Regions from separate parts of the Mus musculus genome. Here region 1 is linked to region 2. A link is a contact called in public promoter capture Hi-C data. All regions are on one chromosome and are shown on one strand. The core of a region is the stretch at or near the end of the contact, and the rest is flanking DNA. Distances in the headings are between cores, read along the strand shown. Region 1 has its middle 19 kb from the start of Itm2a. Region 2 holds the start of P2ry10b (purinergic receptor P2Y, G-protein coupled 10B).

Region 1 (6,912 bases), core at 2,892-5,391, 270 kb before region 2:
TTAATCATTCATTCATTGATTCAGTCATTCTGTCAGCCAGCCAGCCAGTCATCTTCAAGTTCTAGTGAACTATCCATCCTAAATTTTCTCTTGGATCATGTACTCTAGCCCCTGCCAGATCCATTCTGTTATGAGTTATGAAGTCCAAGTGTCATTCAAGGGCAGCCAACTGCAACAACAAAAACAAAACCCCAAGTTGGTTCTAGCCAATTTAGTCACCTCATTCCATACAAAAGAGAGAGCTACATTATCAATAGGTTGATAATGTGCTGGAAACTTTCCCCCAGACTTTTAAATCCAATTACAGAGATCAGTAATTGCTGGCATTCTCAATGTGTCTCTCCACCCTCGAACTACTGAAAGGTTTTAAAATATTTTTCAACTTCAATCAATAGCTAGTCTAAGCAAGTTAAACTCATTTGTCTTTATTGCACTACTAAAGGAGGAAGGAAAGTGAAACATTCAGTTTGAGAGAAAAATGGCTAGAATCTGTAATCATAAGTGAAGAAGTGCATGAGAGTTTGCTGTGGAAGTGCTAAACAACACTCAAAATAAAATTCTCAATAAGATGAAAAGGTGCATAATATACAGACTATTTCAATAATTAGAAAACTTGTGCTATAATTAATATTTGACAATTTAATCTATCTTTAAACTGTTCCTTTTGTGCAAAGAGATATATAGAGGCATAATTGAATATTAGTCAAGTAAAAACAATTAGGACCAAATTAAACTTAACATTAATGTTAAATCTGGTGCTTTAGAAATGAATGGCCTTAGGCACAATTAGTAAGTGATTGTTACTGATATTCATATTGTTATATGTGATTTTATTTTAGCAAAGTGCTAAATATATCACACTTTAGCATTTATTTTCTTTTATAGTTTCTATAAATCTATCATGAATGAAGTATATGAAGGCCCATCAAAGCCTATTAATTCAAAGATTTTCTAGAATGCATTTGTTGTAAAACCTTGTACTCTGTTGTAATTACATCATTGTACCAAAATACCTGAAAAGCAACTTAAGAGAGGGCACATTTATTTTGACACGTGGTTTTAGAGGGTTCAGGCCATTCGTGTTTGGCTCTGTATTTCTGGACCTGAAGTGAGGCAGTGCAGCCTGCTCACTTCATGGTGGTTAGGAAGAAGAGCAATAAGAAAAGGCCAGGGTAAAATAAAATCCCCCAAGACATACCCCCGTGACCACTTCCTTTATCCAGGATCATCCTAAAGTTTTCACCAATTCCTAAAATAACACCATGAACTAGGGACAAGGTTTCAATACATGAGCCTGCAGGGAACATGTCATAACCAAACCATAACAACATCTAAACATAAGCTAAATTGTTTCTAGTTCTCTGACATTATCAACATCATCTATCTATCTATCTATCTATCTATCTATCTATCTATCTATCTATCTATCTATCTATCTACAATGCTGATATCTCCCATATGCCTTTGTCTGATTGACCTTATGTGTGTTAAAGTTTTACAAAGAAAAAGGGCTCACAAAATCAGTTGTTTCACACCTTATTTCTTTCCATGATTTCATTACAAGAGTCTTATTATTTAGCTATATACTTGACAAGATTTCAATTTGTAATACACCTTTAATTTTAGTGAGAATTCTAGAGAACTGATGGAGTTGAACATTTTTTGTGTTAATATTGATCCCATATTTGGAAAGATTTGAGAATTCACAGCCCATAATTCATAATAAATTAAAAGCATCAATTTTTTACACTCCAGATTTTATTGCCCCTTCCTGTCCATGCTCAAACTGTTCCATATCCCATACCTCCTCTCCACCCCCTGTCTCCATGTGGATGTCCCCACCCTCCACCCCACCAAACCTCTAAACTCCCTGGGGCCTCCAGTCTCTTGAGGGTTAGGTGCTTCATCTCTGAATGAACACAGACCTGGATGCCCTCTCTTCTATATGTGTTGGGGGGCCTCATATCAGCTAGTTTATGCTGCCTGGTTGATAGGCCAGTGTTTGAGAGATCTCAGGGGTTCAGGTTAATTGAGACTGTTGTTTCTCCTAGAGGTCGCCCTCCTCCTCAGCTTCTTTCTGCATTTTCCTAATTCAACCACAGGAGTCAGCTGCTTCTGTCCACTGGTTGGGTGCAAATATCTGCATCTGACTCATCAGCTGCTTATTGGGTCTTCCAGAATGTGGTCATGCTAGGTCCCTTTTTGTGAGCACTCAATAGCCTCAGTAATAGTGTCACACCTTGAAACCTCCACCCTAAGCAGGATCCGACTTTGGGCCTGTTGTTAGACCTTCTTTTCCTCAGGATCCTCTGCATTACCATCCTTGTAGCTCATTCAGACAGGAACAATTAATTATAGGTCAGAGTTTTGACTGTGGGATGGCAACCCCCCCCCCCCCGCTCTCATTTAATGCCCTGTCTTCCTGCCGGGGGTGGACTCTATAAGTTCCCTCTACCTACTGTTGAGCATTTCATCTAAGGTCCCTCCCTTTGAATTCTAAGAGTCTCTCACCACCCAGGTCTCTTGTACATTTTTGGAGGGTCCCCCAAACCTCCTACCTGAGGTTGCCTGTTTCCATTCTTTCCGCTGGCCCTCAGGACTTCAGTCCTTTTCCCTCACCCAGTACTAGATCAGGTTCACCTCTCCCTTCCCCCCATCCAGTTTCCCTCCCAGGTCTCCCCCTCCCTCCCCACTTGTGAATGCTTTCTTCTCCCTCCCAAGTGGGACTGAGGCATCCTCACTTGGGCCCTTCAGCTTGTTGACCCTTTTGAGTTCTGTGGACTGTATCTTAGGTCTTCTTCTTCTTCTTCTTCTTCTTCTTCTTCTTCTTCTTCTTCTTCTTCTTCTTCTTCTTCTTCTTCTTCTTCTTCGGCTAATATCCACTTATTAGTGAGTAGATACAGTGTATGTCCTTTTGGGTCTGAGTTACCTCAGTCAGGATATTTCCTAGTTCCATCCATTTGCCTGCACAAGCGTCAATTAAACTTGGCATCTAATAATTTGATTATGATGACAAAGTAAGTGTAAGCCATAATTAGAGTGATGAGCAAATATATTCCATTTGTTACCAAAACTAAAGATTTTAACTTTTGAGTAACTATCTGATAGTGTTCATGGGTTCCAAACAGTTAATTGTCTTTTTCTCTGGATGATTCTTATTTTTAAAAACATGTCCACCAAGGTTTATCAATAATTTTAAAATTTATAGGCATTTTTTATAATTCATATTCAAAGAAATTTTTATTTAAAGATAATTTCTATCCAAGGCAAATGGTAAATGCAGATATGAATACAAATGAAATTGGCTACAAGTTGAAAACTCTAGCTTCCTGAACTATAGGAAGGGTAAAGAGGAACAAATCAAAACAAAAATAATTGGTTTATCTGGGCAGTATTGTTAAACAATGAGTGAGAACTGTGAGTATATTATCTTATATATAAATGTCAATTTAGCATAAAATTGAAACAGTGAAAGAATGCAATTTCTATTAAAGATCATTAGCATATACTTTATTTCGCAGCAGGGAGGAAAGTAAAGCAAAAGTAAAGTAAAATCCAATGTGATATGGGAATGTTAATTTATATAAATTTTCCATTTAGAGTAATTATTAGGCATAAGTGAGCAAATATTACTTTTGTACTTCCTGCTCCATTGTGCCCTGATCCAGAAGTGTGACAATTCGTCAGTATGGTACACATGAAGGTAAGACCTCTCAATGGTCTTCCAATTCATTTACTTAAAGCTTGATCATAATATATATGAAATTATCATTGCTTTGTGGAATTTAATCTACTCAACGATCCAATTTGTTCTATAAAATATAATAGACATAAAGTTAAGTCACATTGGATTTGTTTGAAATATACCTGTCAGAGCATTAGTCAAATACAGCACTACTCTTTGTAATTAAAAGTAAAATCTTTGACAGGTTGACTTTGAAGTTAGTCACATTCACAGCTCTTTCTTAGATACTTGCTTTCTTTTGATTTTACACATTGCATTTGCTTTTGTTCTGTTATCTACCACTATCTCTGTACAGAAAACTGTAAAACCGGAGGACAGATTTAAGATATATTTCAAGTATACCTACTGCATACCAAATTAGCATCAAGTTTTCTCAAGTTTCCAGGTGTCTTAGCCAGCCACGCATGTAAGTCATTTCCTCTTAAGATTTTCATTGAATGTTCTCACTACTTCCTGTACACAACCCACAACTAAAAAAGAAAAATCAAAAAAACATAGAAACATACATATGCATCATCATGTCACAAAACATACTCTGTATTGAAATTTTATACAACACCTATCTACAATTCAACAAATTATTTTGAAAAGTAACATGAAGTTCTATGAATTTACAAATTCCAGTTTTTGGTCAGTCTGAATTTTAGGCCAAATATATGCTCAAATTGAGTATGTGCATATATTCAAATGTATTCACATACATTTGTTAATTATCTTACACCACCAACAAACACATCAAATATACATAAATAGTAAAACCATTGAAATCTACATATTTTATCAACCATCTAAAAAAATACCAACTTAGGGATTAGTGCTGAAATTAGACTATGTGAACTTGACAGCAACTCTCGTCTGTGATGCATTTCTCCTAGATAACGACCCACTTAGAGACGAAATAGCCTCTTCTACCTCCCCATTCTATCCTTTAAAACATCCTTTATTTTTTATCATATTAACATAAAAACTGACTCAGTATTATGCAATTGTTTGGGACTTGCTGGGTGTTGTTGTTTCTTTAAAGTAAGCCTCATGACATAGGCTTGTACTATATCTTTCTTTAAAGCATTTGGAGAACAATAAAAGTCATTTAATATAATACTCTCTTTAACTGTGTGTGTGTGTGTGTGTGTGTGTGTGTGTGCGCTCACACACATGTGAGTGTGGAAAACAAAGGACAACTTCAGGTATTAGTATTCAGATGATGTCCATCTTTTTGCTTGAGGGAGGATCACATATGAACTGGGCTTTTGCTATTTTGTCCAGGATTGCTGGCCCTGTAATTCCCAAATTAAGAGGCATGTATGTATGTATGGCTTCTACATATGTACATACATCTGTAAAGTCCAAACTCATATCTTCATATTTAAGAAGTAAATGCACTACCTATTGAGCCTCCTTCCTAGAACTCCTGCACAATTTTTAACTTTCAATTGTTGGGAAACAAAAGAAATAAACCTAAAAAGTCACTAATGGTTTTCTAAAATTGAGTGACAGAGAAATTCATGGAGTCTCACTCTCCTCATAAAAAGTATAATAGGTTTCACAAAAGTAGATATGTAGTATCTGAATAAGTTGACTATATCCAGCAGAGGGAAAAAAAAAGGTCAGTTAATTCTTGGTTCTTGTCCTTTCCATTTTGTGATTCAATTGCTTCTCTTGGAATCAAATCAAGGAATAATATTTGTATTCCAATGTTCCTGTGGCTAAGTCTACCCAAAGGAATGTAGAGAACTGAAGACTCTCTAGATAATTGGAAACAGTCTTGTTACTGTAAGACCACATAACCTTTTTCATCACTATAGGGCTAATATTTGCCCTTATCACATGAAATTGCAAATAAGTGACTTGAGTACTCCCTCTCTAGTATATACTCCCATGAAAAATGAATATTTTGCTATAATTTTGCTCGCATCATCTCTATAGCAACAGGCTACTGGATATAGCTCATTTTTTATTTTTTTACCTATTAATTTTAAATACTTGGAAATTAATTTTAACATTTCATATTAAAATAAAAAGTACAGAAATGTCTTTGATATTTCTGTATTCAATGTATATAGACTCATGACAGACTGCATACACTTTATACGTCCAAATGAATCATAGTTCTTCTCCATAATTACTCTTGGGTACCGTATTATATATTTTTGGAGTACACATTCTTCTGGGATTGCCTGAGTAAAACATATCTGATGTGATCTGATCTGTAGGTCAAATGCTCAAACATAGTACAGACAACTCTAAATACATAACAGTTAATCAGGGATATGATGAGTGAATAAGAAGGACAGTCAAACTTGCTGATCATAGTCAAAGGCAAATGCTATTATAAACAAATGAACTCATTGCCTTACATGAGTCTGAGTATATACTCAAGACTAGGTAGCCAGAAATTCATGGCATCACTGTGAGCAGAGGTAATGTGGATGAAAGGAGAGACTATGAATGCGCACACGCACACACACACACGCACATACACACACACACACATACCAGTTAATGTGTTTTCTGAAACAATTCTAAAATCTACTTCCTGTCTACCAGTGTGGATGATGGTGTGGCTTAAAGAAATAATGCAGATCTGTAGTTGTTTCCACACCCAGAAGAGGAATGGAGGATTTGTTTTATTCATTTCTACTGCATCTGCTTTGCCGTGAGAGTTATACAATATGCTGTACAATATTTCTGCTAAAAAAAACTAGCATCGCATGCCTTTGAAATGTTGTTTTATATTTTGTTCACATACAATAACATTTAGCTCTTAATGGGTTATAACTTGGTGACTTTTAGTCTATTCAAGTGGTTATGCATCTATTACCACTTTCTAATCCCAGAATATATTCATCTTCCTTAAAGGAAATGCCACATTACACAGCAGTTAATCGCCATCATTCCTTCACTTCTGCTTTCGATACTCATTATTCTACTTTTTAATTCTATTTGCCTTATTCTTTATATTTATATTACTCATGATGCTATCACATATAAGGTGGGATCAATTGTTACCTTATAATACAGTTTCATCTCACATTGTAGCCTGTGGAAATATTCCATTCTTTTTGGGGGGAGCTAAACAGTCTTCTTTTTATGTATATTCAAATACAATGTACCACATTTTGTTTATTTACTTCTCAGGTTATGGACATGTGAGTTAGTTCTAACCT
Region 2 (6,142 bases), core at 718-3,217:
ATAGGAAAAAAGCCCCACCCATACTTGTGGTCAGGGAGATTAGGCAAAGCTTTCTCAATAGCAGACAGTATGGTGCCGCTTGGCAACCATAATATACACATAGTGCCATTCTGTGAGTCACGCTCATGTAGTCTACAGCTGTTAGTTTCATTTTGTTACTGGAAAAAAACAGTAGTACAATAAAGCATTTATCCTAAATTTTTACAGAAAAAAACTCCATTTGGACAATTTTTTAAAGGTGCTATTTACTATCTTCAACACTTCACTCTGGGGAAAATTAAATATGTACAAAATACACTGATTTCCTCATCTCAGGAGAAGGAAAATGTTGATGTAAATAGGTTTTATTTATATTTTCCTAATAAATACATTAAACATATTTTACTAAGGCTTACAATCTCACATAAAATCATGTAATTTTACACACGTGGATAATTTTACATATAGAAGGATCAAATTCCACATGTGAAATTAGCAGACTTTAAAAAGAACACGTTTTTTTAAAACCACAGAAGGAATTCCTTCTAAAAAAGACAGCAAAATGTTTGGAACGCCTTCTGAAAATGCTTCCCATGTTCTCAAATTAAAAATACATCCAAAGAAATGTTCATCGTAAGCTGAGAATCAGCCCCATTGAGACTCGACAGCTGTGCTAAGTTCTAGGGCTTGATGAAAATCCTTTTGTGCTATTTGAAGCCATCACATCCCACCGGAAAATGCATGCATGGAAAATGTCCCAATCTGAGAAAACATGTCAAGTCTCATCTTATGAAAAGATTAAGGCACTTAGATGCATTTACTACTTGAATGCTGCTTTAATTTGGTTGACACAAACCATGGGTTTAAAATTGTAAGTTTATTTTCTCCCGTTGGCTCACACTAACAAAAATGCATTTAATGAACCACAATCTCAATTTTAACACAGAATTGTTAGAAGCAATGTTTACTACAAGTCTGAACCCCTGGTTTTTGTCAGTGGCATGCTAAATTGTAGAGAAAGGAGCTTTCTATCTAGACAGCCACATTTCCTCTCAGAAAGCATGCAGCAGTTTCAGCGAACATTTTAACCACTTAAACTTATAAATAGATATTACCTCACTGAAGTCTCCATTCTTCATAACAATATATCCCCCCAAAGGTAAGATATTAGCAGACTCAGAATTAAGTTTTCAGTGGAAGCAGCAGAAAATCACACTGTCGTTTTCAATTCACAGAGGCTTTTTAGTTCTATTTTTGAATGTATGAAGAGAAAGCCAAGAACCTTACCCTTTCTACCCAGATATCCTGTAGTGAACTGCAGGCTTTTACAGCTAGAAGAGGAAGTAACGTAGTTTATTCAGCAAAACAGGAAAAAAAAACAAAATCGTTTACCTCTAATGGGAGGTAGAACTGTCTGTCAGCATCACTCAGTTGTTTGGGAAAGCCTTTGCCTCAGAGGATATTGTGGGCAAAGTAAATTCAAATTTTGGCTTTGATAAATTCAGAGTTTCCATGATTTGTACACTTCTTCAATCAGGAACAGAGTATCTGACTTTAATTTGCCACGTATTACAGTCGTTGTCTCAGTCTATTCTGAACATTTAAATTGTGGGCTATGCAAAAAGCCAGTTTAACTGTTAGAATTTTATTTACCATTGAAAAATCAATTCTTATGTTTATAAAATCCTAATTGCGTTTTTACAGAAAGCAGTAAGTATCAATTTTATATTGATTCCCCATTTTTTCCCATCATATTTAATTCCTTACCATGGCTTCTTTCTGCTGCAATCTTCCGGCATCTACTTCTTAGAGAAATCCATTCCCAGGACTCAGAAGGCTACTATCTAGCTAACTACACCACAGTTTCCTAAACTTATAAAAGATACTGTGCTTCTAGATATCATTACATCCCATGACTACAATGGCTAATGTTTCCATCTAAAGACATAAACGGTCATGTGCCTTTGCTATGGTACTTCGAAAGAGAATGTGTCAAGAATGCACTGAGCTTCCTGCTATGCACACGCCCAACTTATTCTATCATCATCTTTCTTCTTCCTTTTTTCCCCCCCTTTCTATGAGCATGCAGGCATATGTCTGAGTCACATATGATTTTCAGGCTGGCTATATGAGGTCAATATTTCCAAATTAGCTACATTTTGCCATATTGTCTGTTTTAGGAATTAAGCAATGGTAATAATAAAAACTTCTTTGGGAGTTAGGACAAATCTTATTGGTCACCCAAATGGAAGAATTTGAAATCACCAAAAAGGTGGTGATTAGTAAGGTCACATAAAAGAGATGACCTAATGTGTGATTTGTGGTCTTCTTTGAGGTTAAGAATTGTGTCTTCATATACTTAAACAATAGTAACACATTAAGTTCTTAAAATTATATTGTAAAGATATTATTAGGGTAGCTTTAAGCATATCTGGAGAAGAAGTGAAATGCCTGAAAAGCATTACAGTTTCTCAGAATGGATTGGTAAGGATCTCAAATACAACCTTTTAGGATTTTGTAATCTTATAGCCCCACTAAAATGGTTAGGTAGTAGTCACTTGCAGACTTTCATTTAAAAACATGAAGTAAAACAAAAGCAAAGCTTTGGAACTGAAAGTTCCTCCTTAGTGACCTTTGTTTTACTCTTTTAAAGTTTCAGTAACTAAGACACTATGAGGATCCCTGGAAATGTATTTTATTCTGTACCTTTCCCTTTTCATATAGCAGTTTCTATTTTCTTATATTATATCAGGAAAAGCAAATGAGGATGATGTTGCTATGAGGCATGAAGCCTCAAAAGGAAAAAAGAAGTAATTACCCTAAAAAGTAAAGCAAGCAAAGCCAGAATTAGTACCTGGATATCTTAGATTCTTTCCTATTGCTGTGATAAAATACCCACAAAAGCAACTTATGGGAGAAAGTTTTTGATCGGTTTTGTTTTGTCCTCACTCATAGTTTAATGTGCAATGCTCTAAGGCAAGGGAACCAAAGGGGCATAAGTTAGAAGTGACTGGTTATATTATATCCAAAATCAGCAATGGATGTGTGCCTTCCTCTGCACCTTTTCACCGTAATAAGCAAATTAGACTATTATCCTTTCATTCAAATGCACTCAGGGACTCAGAAGATAGGTAGCATGAGGCTAGATTTCTGACCAAATTACCACTCAAATTACCAGTACTTGAGAGATAAGAGTCCTTGTTCCCTGCCCCCCTTGAAACCTGATGAACCAGGCGACTGCTGGCTACATCTCTTAACAGGTTTTTTTTTTTTTCTTTCAAACTCCAATTGGAGGGACTCATTAGAGATTCTACCTCATACCAGTTAGAATAGCTAAGATTAAAACTCAGATGACAGCAGATGCTGGCGAGGATGTGGAGAAAGAGGAACACTCCTCCATTGTTGGTGGGATTGCAAGCTGGTATAACCACTCTGGAAATCACTCTGGCAGTTCCTCAGAAAATTGGACATAGTACTACCTGAAGACCCAGCTATACCACTCCTAGGCATATACCCAGAAGATGCTCCAATATGTAATAAGGACACGTGCTCCACTACATTCATAGCAGCCTTATTTATAATTTCCAGAACTAGAAAGGACCAACATGTCCCTCAACAGAGGAATGGATACAAAAAAAATGTGGTACATTTACACAATGGAGTACTACTCAACTATTAAAAACAATGAGTTCATGAAATTTTCAGGCAAATGGATGGAACTTGAAAATGCCATCCTGAGGGAAGTAACCCAGTCACAAAAGAACACACATGGTATGGTTTCACTGATAAGTTGATATTAGCCCCAAAGCTCAGAATACCCAAGATACAATTCACAGACCACATGAAGCTCAAGAAGAAGGAAGACCAAAGTTTAGGTGCTTCAGTCCTCCTTAGAAAGGGGAACAAAATGCCCATGGGAAGAGTTACAGACACAAAGTGTGGAGCAGAGACTGAAGGAATGACCATCCAGAGACTGTCCCATCTGGGATTCCATCCCATATACAGTCACCAAACCCAGACATTATTGTGGATGCCAAGAAGTGCTTGCTGACAGGAGCCTGATATAGCTGTCTCCTGAGAGGTTCTGCCAAATACAATGGTTGGCTAAGAGCCTGACAAATACAGAGGTGGATGCTCTCAGGCAACCATTGGAGCAAGAGATCACCAATGGAGGTTGGATAGAAGCAGGGGGAGGGAAAGGGTTAAGGGTTTTCTGGAGGGGGACCATGAAAGGGGATAACATTTGAAATGGAAATAAAGAAGATGTCCAATAAAAAATTAAAAAGGAAAAACTATATCTAAGACATTCAAGTGTCAAAAATTACAAATTCTTCCATGTCCCAGCAACAAACAAATTCCACAGACCCAAGAAGTATTACAAGGTCGTTTTTGTGGTCCACAAGCTTTACTGTTCAGTAGGGCTACTGATTGCTTTTCTCCTAAAGCAGTTTGAGTAGGACCTTTCAATATTGTGTGAAAAGGTAAGTGAAGAAGAGGCTCCCAGGTCAGTTCTAACACAAGAATTTCTAAACTTTGTATCCAAAGTTTGAGGTGTCTTGAGCAACATGGTTTTACCTTTATGTTCTAGGAAGCAACCAAGAGCAATAGAAATAGCTGTTGTTTTGGGGTTATCTCTTGGACTTCATTGGCCAACAATCTGAGGGAGGTTTTTCCAATGCCTGGCACTGAGGTTTTTATTAGGTAGTCTATGGAGTGACAATTATCACCCCAAGTGATATAACTTCATTTAAATTGTGTGTGTGTGTGTGTGTGTGTGTGTGTGTGTGTGTGTGTTTTGCTTCTGTGTGGCTGTGTATGTATTTTAAGTAAACATGAAAAATGCATTACTATGGCTTCTTCAAATATTCTTAGTGTTATTTATCCCTTCTTTTTCCCTCTCTCATCCCCTCTCCCCAATTAAGGTTTCTTCCATTTTTGACTATTTCTCTCTCCATAGCACCTACTATCATCCTTTCTAGAGATCCTCTCTCCACTCCACCATGGTCCTTTTTTACTTACCTGGTTTCTGAGGAAACCCAAAAAGTTGGCGCTAGGATGCATAAATAGGGGATACCATGTATTATTTCGTTTTTGAGTCTTGTTAACTCCTTCAGTATAATTGTTCCTTCTTTCATTCATTTACTGATAAATTTCATGTCTTCATTTTTCTTTATAGCTAAGGATAATTTTGTGATGCAAGAAAAGGGGCAAACTCATTGGTAGGATTGCAAATTGGTGCAGCCACCTAGCAAATATGAACTACTTAAATGTCCTTCAACTGATAAACAGTTAATGTAAATTTTATTGGAATATACTAATTACATATACTGAACAATTTTATAAATGTATCGTCATATAAGTATAACACATGCTTTAACCATATCCTCACCACCCTATCCCCCAAACTACAATTTGTTTTTTCTCCCAATCTTTGTTCCAGCTGTGTGTCACAAATCTATCTATCTATCTATCTATCTATCTATCTATCTATCTATCTATCTATGCATACATACCACTGCCTACAGAAAATCTGAGATCCAAGGAGGAAAATAGGAAAGTAATTCTATTCACAGTATCTTTAAAATGAATAAATCAACTCAGAGTATGCTTAACTCTGGAAGCCTTGAATATGGTGTCCACAGCTTATAGTCAAATGTGAGTTCATATATGCACCTTCCCTGATTATCTGCAAAACACTGTTTCCTTGCAGTTATCTATCATCTGTTACTGTTTTCTTATCTCTTCTTCCCCAATGATCCTTGAGCACTGGGAGGAGAGAATGTGATAGAGATATCTCCTTTAAGGCTGAGCATTTTACTCTCTTATTCTGTGAACCTTGACCAGTTGTGAGTCTCTGGGTTTACTGTCATTTATTGCAAGGAGAGGTTTATCTAATGAAGATTGACATATACACTAGTTTATGAATATAAAATAAGTAATTAATAGTCCATTTTATACTGTGCTCATTTAGTACAATAGTAGGAATAGTAGAAGAGGTTCTCTCCTAGCATCTATATTCTGTCTAGCCACAGTTTTGTGGCCACAATAAACTTGCCAGACTGTGTTTGGGTACTTTCATGATATCCATAACACTATTGCACTAGTGGGAATGTCTTTCCAGGCCAATCACTACTATAGTTCTCCAAGTTCACAGCTGGTATGA

Evidence for each region. Promoter capture Hi-C pulls out the DNA fragments that hold promoters and counts their contacts.
Region 1: a contact with region 2 is called in a promoter capture Hi-C map of pre-B cells. The contact joins the enhancer-like site here to the promoter of P2ry10b in region 2. A contact is called at or near these places in 10 of 39 promoter capture datasets (the C10 cell line, the HPC-7 cell line, cranial neural crest and 5 more), 2 of 15 datasets of contacts at CTCF or cohesin (large pre-B cells and pro-B cells), 19 of 484 Hi-C or Micro-C datasets (the BV-2 cell line, the Ba/F3 cell line, the C10 cell line and 14 more), 6 of 115 datasets of contacts at active chromatin or transcription factors (acute myeloid leukemia, bone marrow-derived dendritic cells, embryonic limb bud and 3 more) and 1 of 9 other capture datasets (adipose tissue).

What each region holds. Positions count from the first base shown.
Region 1 is chrX:107,418,705-107,425,616 of GRCm38.p6, reverse strand. No RefSeq gene overlaps it. Among named protein-coding and RNA genes, the nearest start is that of Itm2a, 19 kb to the right of the region's middle. Within about 2 kb of position 4,141, at least 11 of the 459 cell types and tissues checked have an H3K27ac peak or open chromatin away from gene starts, as enhancers often do. A contact at or near this core is called in thymic regulatory T cells, where this site is marked.
Region 2 is chrX:107,144,752-107,150,893 of GRCm38.p6, reverse strand. It overlaps P2ry10b (purinergic receptor P2Y, G-protein coupled 10B), which reads right to left and starts at 1,967. Exons shown (of 2, transcript NM_001122596.1): 1 at 1,747-1,967.